Linked DNA regions of Mus musculus: region 1 is linked to region 2. A link is a contact called in public Hi-C data. All regions are on one chromosome and are shown on one strand. Each heading gives the region's core, a stretch centred on a gene start, on an enhancer-like site or on the middle of the called end of the contact. The rest is flanking DNA. Distances are from core to core; before and after follow the strand shown. Region 1 holds the start of Wrap73 (WD repeat containing, antisense to Trp73). Region 2 holds the start of Mfn2 (mitofusin 2).

Region 1 (6,480 bases), core at 1,198-3,697, 6.2 Mb before region 2:
AAATTTAAAGATGGGGGTGGTGCACTCCTTTAATCCCAGCACTCAGAAGTCAGAGGTGGGCAGATCCCTGAGTTTGAGGCCAGCCTCCCTCTACTGAGTGAGTTCCAGGACAGCTGGGGCTACACAGAGAAACTGTCTCAAAAAGCCTGTGTGTGTGTGTGTGTGTGTGTGTGTGTGTGTATTTTTTTACTACTTGGGAGTGATGGTGCACACTTGTAATCACTGTACTAGGGAGGTGCTCAACTACTTTCTGAGTCTGAGGCCAGCTTTGCATATTATGCCATTGTCTAAAAGCCAAAAACTTGCACTTGCCTCAGAAACAGGTTTGGATGCACAGAAGCCACATAAAACTGTGTTAATCCTAAAAACTGTTTAAAATCCTAGTTTCTATGAGGAGGCAGAGGGGAGGCAGAGGGGAGGCTGAGGCAGGTACATGTGGGCCAGCTAGCCTGCTTTATGCAGTGAAGAGCAAGAGACCTTGTCTCAAACAAGGTGGAAGGTAAGGAATAACACTGGGGGTTGTCCTCTGCCCTCTACACGTGTGTTGTAGCATCTCTCTGTTTCTATCTCTGTCTCTCTGTCTCTGTCTCTGTCTCTCTCTCTCTCTCACTCACACACACACACACACACACACAGACTCTTTTTTTTTTAATGAAGCCACATTTGTCTTCTGTGGAAAGAGAGCAAGAGGGCAAGTGCAGATCAGAAGGAGGACCTATCAAAGGGCTTGTGTTCTCACATTAGAGTTTGGTGAGCAGTAACCTGTTACAATGGATTCCTTAGGAATCACTTAAGACACCAACACTGGAAACATGGACTCGCTCTGCTCAGGATTTAGGACAAAACTTGAAAGAAACAATTATTAAGAGCTCCACGATATTTTGATGAGCGGCAAGCACAAATATCAGCTAACCCAAATGCAACTTCTTTGCTGTTCACTGAGACTTTCAGAACCGTAAAGCAACCTTAGTCTCTGGAGGCACTTGGAAAAAGGTAAAATGTATCAATGTGTGCGAGGCTGATGGTCTCCTCCCACCTTTACGTGGGTTCCCGAGCCGGAGCTCAAGTCCTCGGGCTTGCATGGCAGTACCTTTCCCTGCTAAGCAGGTCCTACCCTGACACTTCCTACATTGTTAGGATGATGTGTATAAGGAGGGTAAAGGATGTCTCAAAAGCCTGGACAAACACAGCAGGGGTGTGAACTGAGAATCAAGACAGCCAGGCATGGTGGCATGCTCCGTTAATCCCAGCACTCAGGAGACAAGGGGCAGATCTTTGAGTTCAAGGCCAACCTGGTCAGAGCTACAGAGAAACCCTGTCAATCAGTCAATCAATCAATCAATGGTATCAGTCAGTTAAAAAGAGAATGATAGATTAATCAAAGAAAACTTGTTAAAAATTAGGATTGCATTTGTATGTGAGAAGGGTCAGGCACTAGTTACGGCTTATGTGGAGGCCAGAGGACAACATGCAGGAGACAGTTCTCTCCTTCCATTAAGTGGGTCCTAGAGCTGGGACTCAGGTCATCAGGTTTGGTGGCAGGTACCGTTACTAGCCAAGCTACCCGACTGGCACGGAACCACAGTTTTTTAAAATAAGACTTGAGTTTTCCCTGATGGCTTCCTAACGTCAGCCTTCTACAAATGCACAATGGTCATGTTGGCGTACCTTGAAACACCCATCTGAACACTATTCTGCCACCCAAAGAATAGACAGCTAACATCCAACCCTGGCAATGAAAGCTAGTTATTTAAACCATTTGCTTATGACGAGTTTCACAAAGGAGGGCCCCGTTTAACCAGCTCGCTCACAGAAAACATACAAAATAGCAATGAGCTGCCATCCCCTGTGCCCTCAAATGTGTGAAAGCAGAGTCATCTTATCCAACTTTGATGAAGGGAAACTGGAGCCGGGAGCCTGGCACCCACCCAGCCCTGGCCACCTGCTCCAAGACCTCCTTCCTAACCCTGACCACCTGCCAGAATAGCAACCCCAACTCCATCCCCACTCTGCTCCACGTCCTCTTTCTCCACCCTGGTCACCTGCCAGGATCCCCCAGCCTGGCTGGCCTGGATCCCTCTTCGGCTTCAGGTTCGTTCTCTCTAATCATCTGGTTCTCCCTCATCTGGGCTGAAACCCCTCTGCCTGCCTCCCTCTCCCACCTCCCACCCCGCCCCCTAAGTCCAGCCTGAGTCCCCGCGGCCGCCCGGCTCGGGCCCCCTTCCCGCCCCCCTTCGGCCCGCCCCGGCCCCGTGCACAAGTCGCGCGCCCACACTTAGGTTCCGCCCAGCGCGCCGCAGCTCACCAGGTACTTGCCGTCCGGGGAGAACCTGCAGAGCAGGCCCGAGAGCTTGAATGACTCCGAGAAGTTCATGGCCACGGCCAGCCCGGGCCAGCCCGGCTCCGAAGTACCTCCCGCAACCGCCCCAGGCAGCGGCCGGAAGTACAGGGGCGGAAGCGAGCAGCAGCCAATGGGAGCCTCAAGCGGCCGCGCGGCATTGTGGGGCGGGAAGTCCGAGTTTGAGTCTTAAAGGGGCTGAGCGCCTTTGCGCTATAGCGGATCTCCCTGCAAATCCCGAAACGGAAGGCTGAATTCTGACTTCAGATAAATCACAAAATAAATATGTTCCCAAAAGTTACCCGGGGCATACTTAGACTAAAAGACTCCCTTATCTGAAATTCAGGTTGTAACTAGACCTCTGTACTTGTGAACATACATTTATTTACATGTAAATGCGTATTTATGTGTAAGTATATAGTCGTATTTCGATACACCTCTTTAGTAGATAACAAATTTTTTGTTACAGGAGCTGAGAGTGCGGTTCTATTGGCAAAATGATTGCTTAGCATATATGAAACCCAGGTTTTGGTCCGCAGCATCGCATAAACCCCGCACGATGGTTTGCATTAAAAAAAAAAAAAAAATCCTACACCTGAAACCAGAGACGCAGATGTTCAGGGCATCCTTCGCTACCTATAGAGTTGGAGGCTATGCAGGGCTGCGTGAGACCCTTTCTCAAACAGAACAAAGCAAAGTATTTTCCACGTATAAGTATAAATATAGGTTTGCTTTGAGGTTTTCCTGAGAGCGACCACCTGCAGCGTGACCTCGTGACGTTCAAGTGCTTCTCAGGTCTGTGGCGGAACGAATTCGAAGGCATGTGGATCTCGTGGGTCGCCTCACCTTTTTGGAGGTTCTAGTTAGAGTGTGGACTTGATTCAGAGGTGTGGCTCGGTACCCGGGACGGCAGCCTCGGTGGGCACGTAGAATACAGCACCAACTGGACTTCAGACCAGGATCGCTCCCCAAAGCGCTCTGCTCCCTCCCTCGCGCAGCACCCCGCGTCCTGTGCCCCACAAGGCTCCCCATTCCGGTGTCATTCGGGAGGTTGGATGTTCCTGTCTGCACCCAAAGCTTCAGAGGATCACTTAAGGCTCAGCCACTGCCTTTGGAGCTAAGTTCCGAATTCTGAAAGACCGGAATCTAGTATTGCTCGGTCCAGCTCATAGCTCCCAGTCTCTTCCGCACCGCTGCATCTAATTTCCACGAATGAATGAATGAATGAATGAATGAATGAATGAATGGCGGTGCTTGCACCATTCGGAGAGGATCTGCAGAGTGCGCGGCCAGCGTCCTGGCATTTTCTGTTCCCAACCAGTCCCAAACTCTTGCTTGGTATTCATCTTTGTCTCTAATCTGCAGCTCGCAAATAATTACTCCTCGTAGCTATTGGCCTAACACCAGGTCAGGCTTTCGAGTTCGAGAGAGATTCGGTCTGCTCCAACCCACCTCCCTTGCAACGCCACTAGCTGCACTAAAGCGACTTCCAGGGCATGTGGGAACACCTTGGGCAAGGACCACTCTGCAGTGCCACTAAGGGGTCCCACAAGGACCCAACTCCTTCTGTGCGCCAGACTACGGGTCTGCGTGGTAGATGAGGGCACCGGAGACCGCTCACTTGCCCAGAGGGGAGATGGCGGGTGGTGAAGAAGACTTCTTGAGCCAGAGAAGAGTCCCCTGACTAACTCCGAGCCGCTCTATGTGCACAGTTTGTGGGCATCCGTTGGGCATCGCCTAGCACACCAATCCAAGGAAAGACTCTGATACCCTGGGCTAGGAAACCCGGACTGCAGGCCGTGGCCCCCGGGGTGTGTAGGTATCAGGAGGCGCAACTTCTGGCTGGACTTTGAAGAGTCCAACCCAGAGGGTCTGCGCTCGACCCTCTTTCCAGGCGGGCTGTGGTCTCTGCCAGGCAAATCGAGGGGGGCTTCGAGCCGTTCTCAGAGACGGAACCCCGCTGGTGCTGGCCGAACGACAACGGTTCTCCTCCGGGGCTTTCAATGTTCAGTTTCAGTCGGTCCTCTCGGTTTTCTCAGGCCGGGGCGAGCCCTGGAAGAGGCGCAGCCACCCCGCTGAGGGCACTCCTGAGCCCCTGGGTTGCAGGCTTAGGACAGTAAGGGCAGCGAGGGGGATCGGGGTAGATGGGCATCTGGGGAGAAGGCGGAGGAGAGAGTCAGAGGGAGTACAGGGCGTCGGGCGCCCTGTGTCCACCCCCTCGGCGCCTGCGCACCCTTCCTGGCGCCCTGAGCCCCGCCAAAGGTCGCGGTCCGGTCCCGCTTCGACCAAGACTCCGGCTACCAGCTTGCGGGCCCCGCGGAGGAGGAGACCCCGCTGGGGCTAGCTGGGCGACGCGCGCCAAGCGGCGGCGGGAAGGAGGCGGGAGGAGCGGGGCCCAGACCCCGACTCGGGCAGAGCCAGCTGGGGAGGCGGGGCGCGCGTGGGAGCCAGGGGCCCGGGTGGCCGGCCCTCCTCCCGCCACGGCTGAGTGCCCGCGCTGCCTTCCCGCCGGTCCGCCAAGAAAGGCGCTAAGCCTGCGGCAGTCCCCTCGCCGCCGCCTCCCTGCTCCGCACCCTTATAACCCGCCGTCCCGCATCCAGGCGAGGAGGCAACGCTGCAGCCCAGCCCTCGCCGACGCCGACGCCCGGCCCGGAGCAGGTAGGCAGCTCTGGGACCCGAGCTAGGGCCAGGTATTTCGCACGAGGCTCCGAGGCTGGAGTTCGGGTGTGCGGCTGCCCGGGTGCTAGCCGAGTGAACGGCCCCAGGGACTCCGCGTCAGTGGCAGGAGGGGCCGGCCGGAGTGAGGCTAGGAGTAGAAGCAGTTGGCACCTCGGCAACCCATGGACCTGCCTCCTGCCCACACTGTCCACTACAGGTGGCAAGGAGTCGCCATACCCGGAGATTCTGGGGCTCGGGTCTGGTAATAGGGGAAGTTGGGAGGTGCGTGGGTATCCTACCTCACAAGGAATGCAAATCCCCACCTCTGTAAGGCAGAAGGCCTTTCAGGTCCCGCTATGGAAGCAGACTAAGAGAGAGGAAAGCCAACTAGAGCCCAACCTCTATGCTGGTCCCAAGGTGTGGGGTCCTGGTGGGTTACTGCTGTTCTGTGATGAGTTTACTGTGGTGCCTCACCAGCCTCCCTAGTCTTCCAGGTAGAGAACCCGGGCAGCCCACACTCTCTCCTGCTCCACTGGGCAGCTGTCACCTTCTCACTCTTGAGAGATGAGAACATCTGTAGGCACCTATCCACATACACACCCGTATGTGTGCGTGGGCGGGGGCGGGGGGGTGGTGGTGTCAGGAAAAAAGCTCTGACTTCTGAGCCCCAAGACACTTGGTTCCCTGTATGTGCTGAGGTCTGTTAATTAATTAAGTGGGCACTTGGGACCTGGGTCGTAACAATATTTGGGGGAAGGTTGTTGTTGTTTTTCTTCATTTAAAAGTTAAATTGTGTCTGTGTGAGTCGTGCACGGGTCAGAGGACATCTTTAGGAGTCGATTCCCATTTTCCATTTTATCAGTCTCAAAGATTTACTCAAGTGGCCAGGATAGGCAGCAAGCACCTCTACCTGCTGAGCTCCACTGCCTCGGATTGGTTTTCGTGGTCGTTGTTTGTGTTGCTGTTTAGCTCTAGAAAAAAAACTCAACAGAGACAAAATGTATCCTGAATCCTTGGTGTGTTGCAAACGCTGTCCCGGCCCCCCACCCGCCCCCATCCTTTGATTTATTCAATAAAAATGTAAAACATTACTTTGTGAACAAAAGATAAGTATTTAACATTTTCTCATCCATGACTGTATAGATTGTGTATGCAGTTTTGAAAATCAGGTAATCGGTTTCAAAGGTGTTGCATACCCACTAACTAGTCTTGAGCTACTGGCGGGCCTATGGGAGCCTGCCTATCAAGCACAGGTAACTAACGACAGGATGCTGAGCAATGTTGTCCTTCTAGCGATGGCTCTGTGGAACAGGCAGGGCTTGCCCATTCTGATGGCCACCCTGTGTGACAACATTCTGGATTAGAAGTCAGATGCTGAGTTCAAATACTCTCTGTGCCCTGGGACCTTGAGCAAGTTACTTAAATCCTCAGAACCTCAGTTTACCCATCTTCGAAATGGAGTCATAGCACTGCTTTTCTCAAAG
Region 2 (6,972 bases), core at 3,934-6,433:
ACGAGAGTTCTATTAAATGTCGTTCAAACCACTGTATGAGAGATGCCTGGGGTGGGCCAGCATACATGCGATATCAGCAGGGAGCGTTGTGAGAGCCCATGGCTGGAAGGACAGACTGTCAGTAGACTGTGGGACTCCTGTCTCTCAAACCCAGTGCCTCGTGGCCTCTAGGGTGCATAGTCTCTACTATGAACTGGGAACTGGCTGGGACATTCCTTTTCAGTTGCCTAGACCTGCGTTACCTGTCACTGCTTCTTAGAGTCTTTGCCAGCCCTTCCTGCAGCCATGAACATGGAATAAAGAGCAGAACTTTGGGTGGCCCCCACCGCACCCTGAGCACACCGGTCTGGTTATACTTCAGGACATGTGCTATTAAGATCTAACATCTGTGTAGCCCGGGCAGAACTCCAACTCAGTTTGAGTCCTTGTTTGAACCCCAAGAGCTGGCATTACAGGCATGCTACCACCACTCTCTGCTAAGAGCTACCGTCTATCCATCTCTTAAGGTAATCTGGCTATGGTGCAAGTGAGGCCCTCAGCACATAACCCTCCTGGGTAAGGGCCATTTCTTCTTCTCAGGTAGAGAAATAACTGTTGGCTTAGGGACATGGCAAGTAAGTGATAGGGACAAGGGTTTGAATACGGTTTCTGCGATTGAAGCTATTGTCATCAGTGGTTACAAGGTAGAAGAAAAAGCCACAACCAAATGTGCTTCCCTGTAGCCTCTGTGGCCAATGTAAAACTCCAGCAATGGCCATAAGAACAAACCAGTGTAGGAGCGGTAGGGAATGCCCAGCTAAGTATAAGCTGTTGCTGTCATTTAGATGATTTTTGCCTCCCAGGAGACTTTTCCCCAGGTTCGAGGCTTTTTTTGGGGGGGGGGTGTTGGAACTGGGGAAAGGGGTACTATTGGCTTCTAGTAGACAGAGACTAGAGGGGACCTGAGCAATCCCTAACCACTATGGACAAAAACCCATTTATCCTAAAATGTCAGTAGTGCTGGAGAAGGCTTGTCAGCAGATACCGCTCAAAGGTGCCACCGAAGCTGTGTGACCTCATGTGACCATGTGGCCTTAGTGTGAGGCAGAGGGAGGGACACAGTGTCTAGTCCTGGTAGGCAAAGACCCCTGAGGCCCAGAGGATGTAGATGTCTGGAGGAGGTGGGTTAGGCAGGTCAGACTGGAAAGGACTGGTTCCCTAAGTGGCTGTCCCATAGTCTAGTTTCTTACAGAGGAGGGGTGGGGGTTTACTGTGTTTGTTGAGCTGGTGTCTCTGTGTAGCCCATGGTGATCTGGAACTCATGTGTCTCCTAGACTGGCCTGGAACTCAGGCAGTCCTCCTACCGTAGCTCCCTAGTGCTCAGTGTTACAGGCTTGCTTCTTAATCTGTTTTCTGTTGCTACACTGTTACAGAATACTACAGGTCTGGGTAATTTGCAGAGATGCAGGGGTATCCAGCCTTTTGACAGTTGCCACCAGATGCTGTCATCTTCAAATGTGTTGAGCTGATTTCATAGCTATCTTGGGACACGTGACACTCAGGCTACCGGTTGGATGCACCTGGATTGGAAGTTTATATCACTGGGTGTGGTGGTGCACATCTGTAATCCCAGCCTTGGGAGGCAGAGGTGGGAGAATGGAAAGTTTCAAAAAAAAAAAAAATCAATAATGGATTAAACGGAAGCATAGAAGTTGATGAATTCTGGAAGCGGTGCTGTGGTGGAGAATATCACATGGCCAGGCAGAGGGTGCACGTTACCTCAGATTTCTCTTCCACTGAGGCCACCGTGGAGGTCCACTCTCCTGATCTCATCTAGTCCTGATTACTTCCCAGAAGTCATTGCCTTTAATGGGTCTTTCCACAAGTGAACATGGATGGTGTCTTAGGTTTCTGAGTGTTTGGGAAAAAAAAAAACAAAACCCTCTCTAAAAGCAACTTGGAGAGGAAAGGGTTTATTTCAAGTTACAAATTTTAAGTCACACTGAGGGAAATCAGGACGGGAACTAAGGCAGAGGCTATGATGCTAACTGGCTTACTCTGCATTATTTGCTTATCATGCTCTCTCTATCTTTCTCTCTCTCTCTCTCTCTCTCTCTCTCTCTCTCTCTCTCTCTCTCTCTCTCTCTCTCTCACACACACACACACACACACACACACACACACACACACACACACACACTTTTTTTTTTTTTTTTGGTTTTTCGAGACAGGGTTTCTCTGTGTAGCCCTGGCTGTCCTGGAACTCATTTTGTAGACCAGGCTGGCCTCGAACTCAGAAATCTGCCTGCCTCTGCCTCCCGAGTGCGTGCACCACCACCACCTGGCACACACACATTTTTTAATCTTATTTTTTTGGAGACAAGTTTTCTTTGTGTAACAGCCCTGTCTGTCTTGGAACTCACTCTGTAAACCAGGATGTGACCTTGAAATCAGAAGAGATCCACCTGCCTCTGCCTCCTGAGTGCTTGGATTAAAGGCATGAGCAACCATGCCTGGTTTGTCATCCTGCTTTCTTATACAACCTAGGGCCACCTGCCTGACCACAGTAGTGCCTACAGTCAACTGGGTCCTTCCACATCAATTCACCATTCAAGAAAACACTTCACAAGCTTGCCTACAGACCGATCTTATGGAGGTATTTTCTCTACAGATTTACCCTATTCAGATGAGTCTATCTTGTGTCAAGTAGACAAACAACCCCAAAACTGACCAGCACAGATATCAAACACATTCAGACCATAGAAGTAGGTGAAAGGAGTTAGTACTCCAGTTGGAAACAACCAGTCATTCAGGAATTGTGTACATTGAGGCTGGTGAGTCGGCTCATCCGGCAGTCACCTGAACAAACCTGATGCCCTGAGTTTGATTCCCAGAACTGCCATGTAAAGGGTAGAAAGAACTGACTCCACACATGTACCCCCTACATACATCATTCGCGAGTGTGCACGCACACACTAATAATAAAAATTAAAAACAATGTATGCCTTGTAGAGGATTCTTGAGTTTTGTTCATTTGTGGCAAAGTTTCCTGTGTAATCCAGGCTGGCCTCTCACCTGTGATCCTCCTGCCTCAACCCCTGAGTACTGGGATGACTGACATGAACCGTCATGTCCTGTCCAGGGTTGTTTCTAATAGTGACCATTTTCTGGTATGTGCAATTCATATACACAGTGGAAAAGTCGATCAAAACAGGAATAACTGACATAAGAAAAGCCCCCTGCAGTTGAACCCCAGTACTCGCTAGACCCATTTCTAGTGGCAGTCTGCAGTACTGGAGGAACCTTGCCATTGAGGGGTTAAAGGAAGAGCCTCACAGTTTGGAGTTCTGGTTTAGGCAAGCCCAAGTGGAATGTAAGATTAGAAGCCTGGGAATGGGCTCAGAAGTTCCCTCTTCTGTCCAGGTTGGGATGGGAGCCTAGGCCAAAGCTTTCAGGGAGGCTACAGCAGAGGCAGAATGGACAGGAGAGAGTTTGGGAAAGCTCCTCCAAGCCTCTGGCTTGAGTAAGATTCTGCCAAAGGGAAAGGAAACAGTCTTCAGTTTTGTACTCAAAGAATTCCCTGGGGAGGCTGGAGATGATGGAGGAGGAGATACTTAGCGCACACTATACCCCAAGGCAAGTGCTGGGTGTGTCTCTCCAGTTCAGAGTCAGATGTTCCAGACAAGAAGCTGCCCTATGGGCAGTGACTACAGGCCAGCTCCCATGACTCACCTCTCTGGAGACTCGTAACCGGCGTGCTGATTTACCTCTGAGGCTGTTTGTGGCATGACTGTACCCTGGCTATAGGGCAGTGCCAATCGGTAGAAAGCATAACATGGCAGCTAGGTGTGTCAGTGAGATGACTACAGTCCTAGCCCTTGGGAGGCAGAGTAAAAAGATCATCAATTCAAGGCTGGTTTGGGCTACATAGTGGGAAGCCTGCCCCCAAACAAACAAAAGCAAGGTCGCATGGGCCACAGACACAGTTAAAATATTCAGCTAGCCATATTATCTGCTTTTAAATACTTGGCTTGTTGTTTTTATTTAATGTGTATGGGATGCTGCCTGCATGTATGGAAGTGTATCAGAAGTGTGCCTGGTTCCCCCTGGAAGACAGAGAGGACACTGGATCCCCTGAATTGTAGTTACCGATGTGAGCTAACATGTAGGTGTTGGGTCCTCTGTAAAAGCCATCTCTCTAGGCCCCAACCATATTCATTTATCGTGTGTGGTTGATGTACACGTGCCCTGGCTCTTGTACGGAGGTTAGAGGACAACATTTTATGAGCAGGTTCTTTCCTTCCACCGTGTGGGTTCCTGGAGATGGAACTCAAGCTGTCAGGCTTGGTAGCAGCCATTTATACCTACTGAGCCTTTTTTGTGACCGCCACTATTAGCTCTACTTTTAGAAGTAAGAAGAAACGGGGTGGGGGGGGCGATTTAATTAAGATAATGTATTTCATTTAGCCCAGTTTATCCAAAGCTATAACAACACATCAATATAAAATTACTAATAAGGTAGTTTGCATTTCTTTTTATATTAAACATTGGGGCATTTCTCAGTTTGTAGCAGCTGCATTTCAGGGTCTCAGTAGCTACAAGTGGCTGGTGGGTGTTACTACAGAGCCCAGGCTTGGAGCCCTCCCAGCTTGGGGTCCAATGCAGTATCCCAGTTCTTGGAACAAAATGAGGGGCCAGTGAATGGCATGTGAGGTTGGATAATCATGTCCTGAATGTCCTGGGACTGAGTGAAAATTAAAAACTGCATGTTAGATAGCCAGTGCAATGACTGTCACCTAGTAGCTGCCTGATGCGTTGTGGCTGCTGTTTAGTTGCCTCAAAGGCAACTGAAGGACAATTACTTCACCCTAACGGTCTGTTTGTTCCCTTTGAAGACACTCGGATTATGAAATGCGAGTCTGGATTTCAAAACTGACAGGTGTTATACAGGGTCAAATTCTGGAGCAGCAACAACAAAAAAGGCGCAACAACAAAAAAGGCGCACGCAAACCTCTAATCGGTACCCTTGTCGTGTCCTGCCCGCTCCCCTCCCCGCCGTCCACCCTCTCCCCTCCCCCAACCCCCGTCCCGTTCTCCCACCCCTCCAACCCCTGCTTGACAGCTCGAGGCTCCGCCCTACCCCACCCTGACGGACGCTGATCCAAACTACAACTCCCATGACGCGCTGGGAGCCCCACCCTACAGCTTACGTCATCTGCACGAGACACGGGACGGTTACCAGGCACGCGGGGGCTCCTTTTGGAGCGCGGAGTTCCTAGACACTGTGGTATAGGAGTGGTAAGGTTGAGGTGACAGCGTTCAGAGGCCATCGGCTCGTCCGGGCTGCAGCGGGGCGAGTGACGAGCGCAGCCCCCTCCCCTCCCGCTTCTCTCGGTGTGGCGCCGGCTAGTGACGTGTTGGGTGTGATGGCCGCCGCGAGGCCGGGAAGGTGAAGGTGAGAGGGCGAGCGCGCCGGGGTGGTGGAACCGGCAGGCCCGGGCCGGGAGAGTCCTGAGCCACCCGGCTTAGGACGCTGGGCCTCTGGGGCCTCTGGGCCTCGGGCTCAGGCTCGGGTCACACGGGCGTTTCCCCTGCTGCGGCCTCGCCGTCAAGCCCTGCTCGGCTCTGAGGAGGGGGCGGGCCACCGGACTGAAGGCTGGGAGGTGGGCTCCTCCTCGCAGCTCCCCACACCCTGATGTCTCAGCCCTGTGATCTCCATTCAAGGTCCCTGACCCATTCCCGGTTTTCATCCAGTACTTTTCTTTTTTTGCCAGCATTTTTTTTTTTTCAGCACCCGGTTCACTGTACCCCACTTACGGTGGAAGTCTTTTTACTTATATGCCTTTTCATTGCACCGTTAAGACTCTGAGGGTTGGAGCTATTCTTAATCCGTCCCTGACCCTAGCACCTAACACATTGAAAGGCCACAGTGAATACTGAAAAAGATAGCTGTTTGGAAGGAGAAAGGCAACACTACTGGCCTCCATCTCTTGTAGTACTTTTCTATCCTGTTTTCTAGCTTTGCCAATCATCTCTCCCTTCGTCAGAAAAGGACTCTTGATTGTCCCCTTTTTGTCTTAGGTAGGAAAACACAAGTGAGCTTTGGAGTCACAGCTAGTGTAGTTTGGTGTCTAGCTTGGCTGCTTGGCTCTATACATCTTCCTAGTACTGTAGAGACCAAGTTTGCTCCATAGACTTGAGAATGGAAGGAGAGACTTTACAGTAGCAGGGATACTCTGGCCTTTGTCAGGTCTATTTTTCTTCCTCTCCTCTCCACTCCCCTTCCACTTCTAGTTGGCAGTTCCCCAGTCCTGAAGGCCAGGCCTTGGCCTGATTCAGCTCCCTTCTCTCTCTGGCTGTGTCTTAGCGAGGACCTCTTTGGTGCCTTGCATTAGCACATGGCTTAATATATTAGCACACGGCTAATGTGTTTGTCTCATTGTCATTGTTATTGTCTCCTCCCCCTCCACACACACACTTCCTCACCTGCTTCCTCAACACCGCAATGAGTAAGCTTCCCTCAGGGATGAGTTAGTTTGGCTTTAACACCTGATTAAACATATTTTGCATTTTCTTTCCTGGTGGCCCAGTGACCTCTGCCTTTTTCCTTTCCAGAAGCTTGGACAGGTGGAGTCAACACCATCAGGGGCCAACCTGGACCTGAATCAGCACAGAGGAGACCTCGAGTCCTTTTCATCTTTCTGACTCCAGCCATGTCCACGATGCCCAACCTGTGAAGGTCTCTTACCAGCTAGAAAGTAAGTGAGAGCTGTGGTTTGGCCACCATGGATCTAGATGAAGAGCAAAAGGGTGTGTTCTGCTGGCTCTCGGCTGGCGAGTCTCTCGGAGTGGATCCTGGAGCACAGAGCTCGTGGCTTCCAACTTGTGTCGGAAGGAGCTGCTGTATCTCCTTTCTGCTTCCACGGGGATTTCACTGGTTGACAGTTCAAAGCATGGCCAGGATCTGTCCCTCTCCTCCTTGTTTGTTTGTCC

What was found. A called contact is a pair of places that touch in the nucleus more often than the background predicts.
Region 1: a contact with region 2 is called in a Hi-C map of CD8 T cells, with 10 times the contacts expected there. The contact joins the promoter of Wrap73 here to the promoter of Mfn2 in region 2.

What each region holds. Positions count from the first base shown.
Region 1 is chr4:154,138,339-154,144,818 of GRCm38.p6, reverse strand. It overlaps Wrap73 (WD repeat containing, antisense to Trp73), which reads right to left and starts at 2,447. Exons shown (of 12, transcript NM_021499.2): 1 at 2,306-2,447. The coding sequence starts at 2,374. Trp73 (transformation related protein 73) reads left to right here and starts at 4,944. Exons shown (of 14, transcript NM_011642.4): 1 at 4,944-4,996.
Region 2 is chr4:147,903,120-147,910,091 of GRCm38.p6, reverse strand. Mfn2 (mitofusin 2) reads left to right here and starts at 5,183. Exons shown (of 19, transcript NM_133201.3): 1 at 5,183-5,434; 2 at 6,595-6,737. Plod1 (procollagen-lysine, 2-oxoglutarate 5-dioxygenase 1) reads left to right here. Exons shown (of 19, transcript NM_011122.3): 19 at 1-339.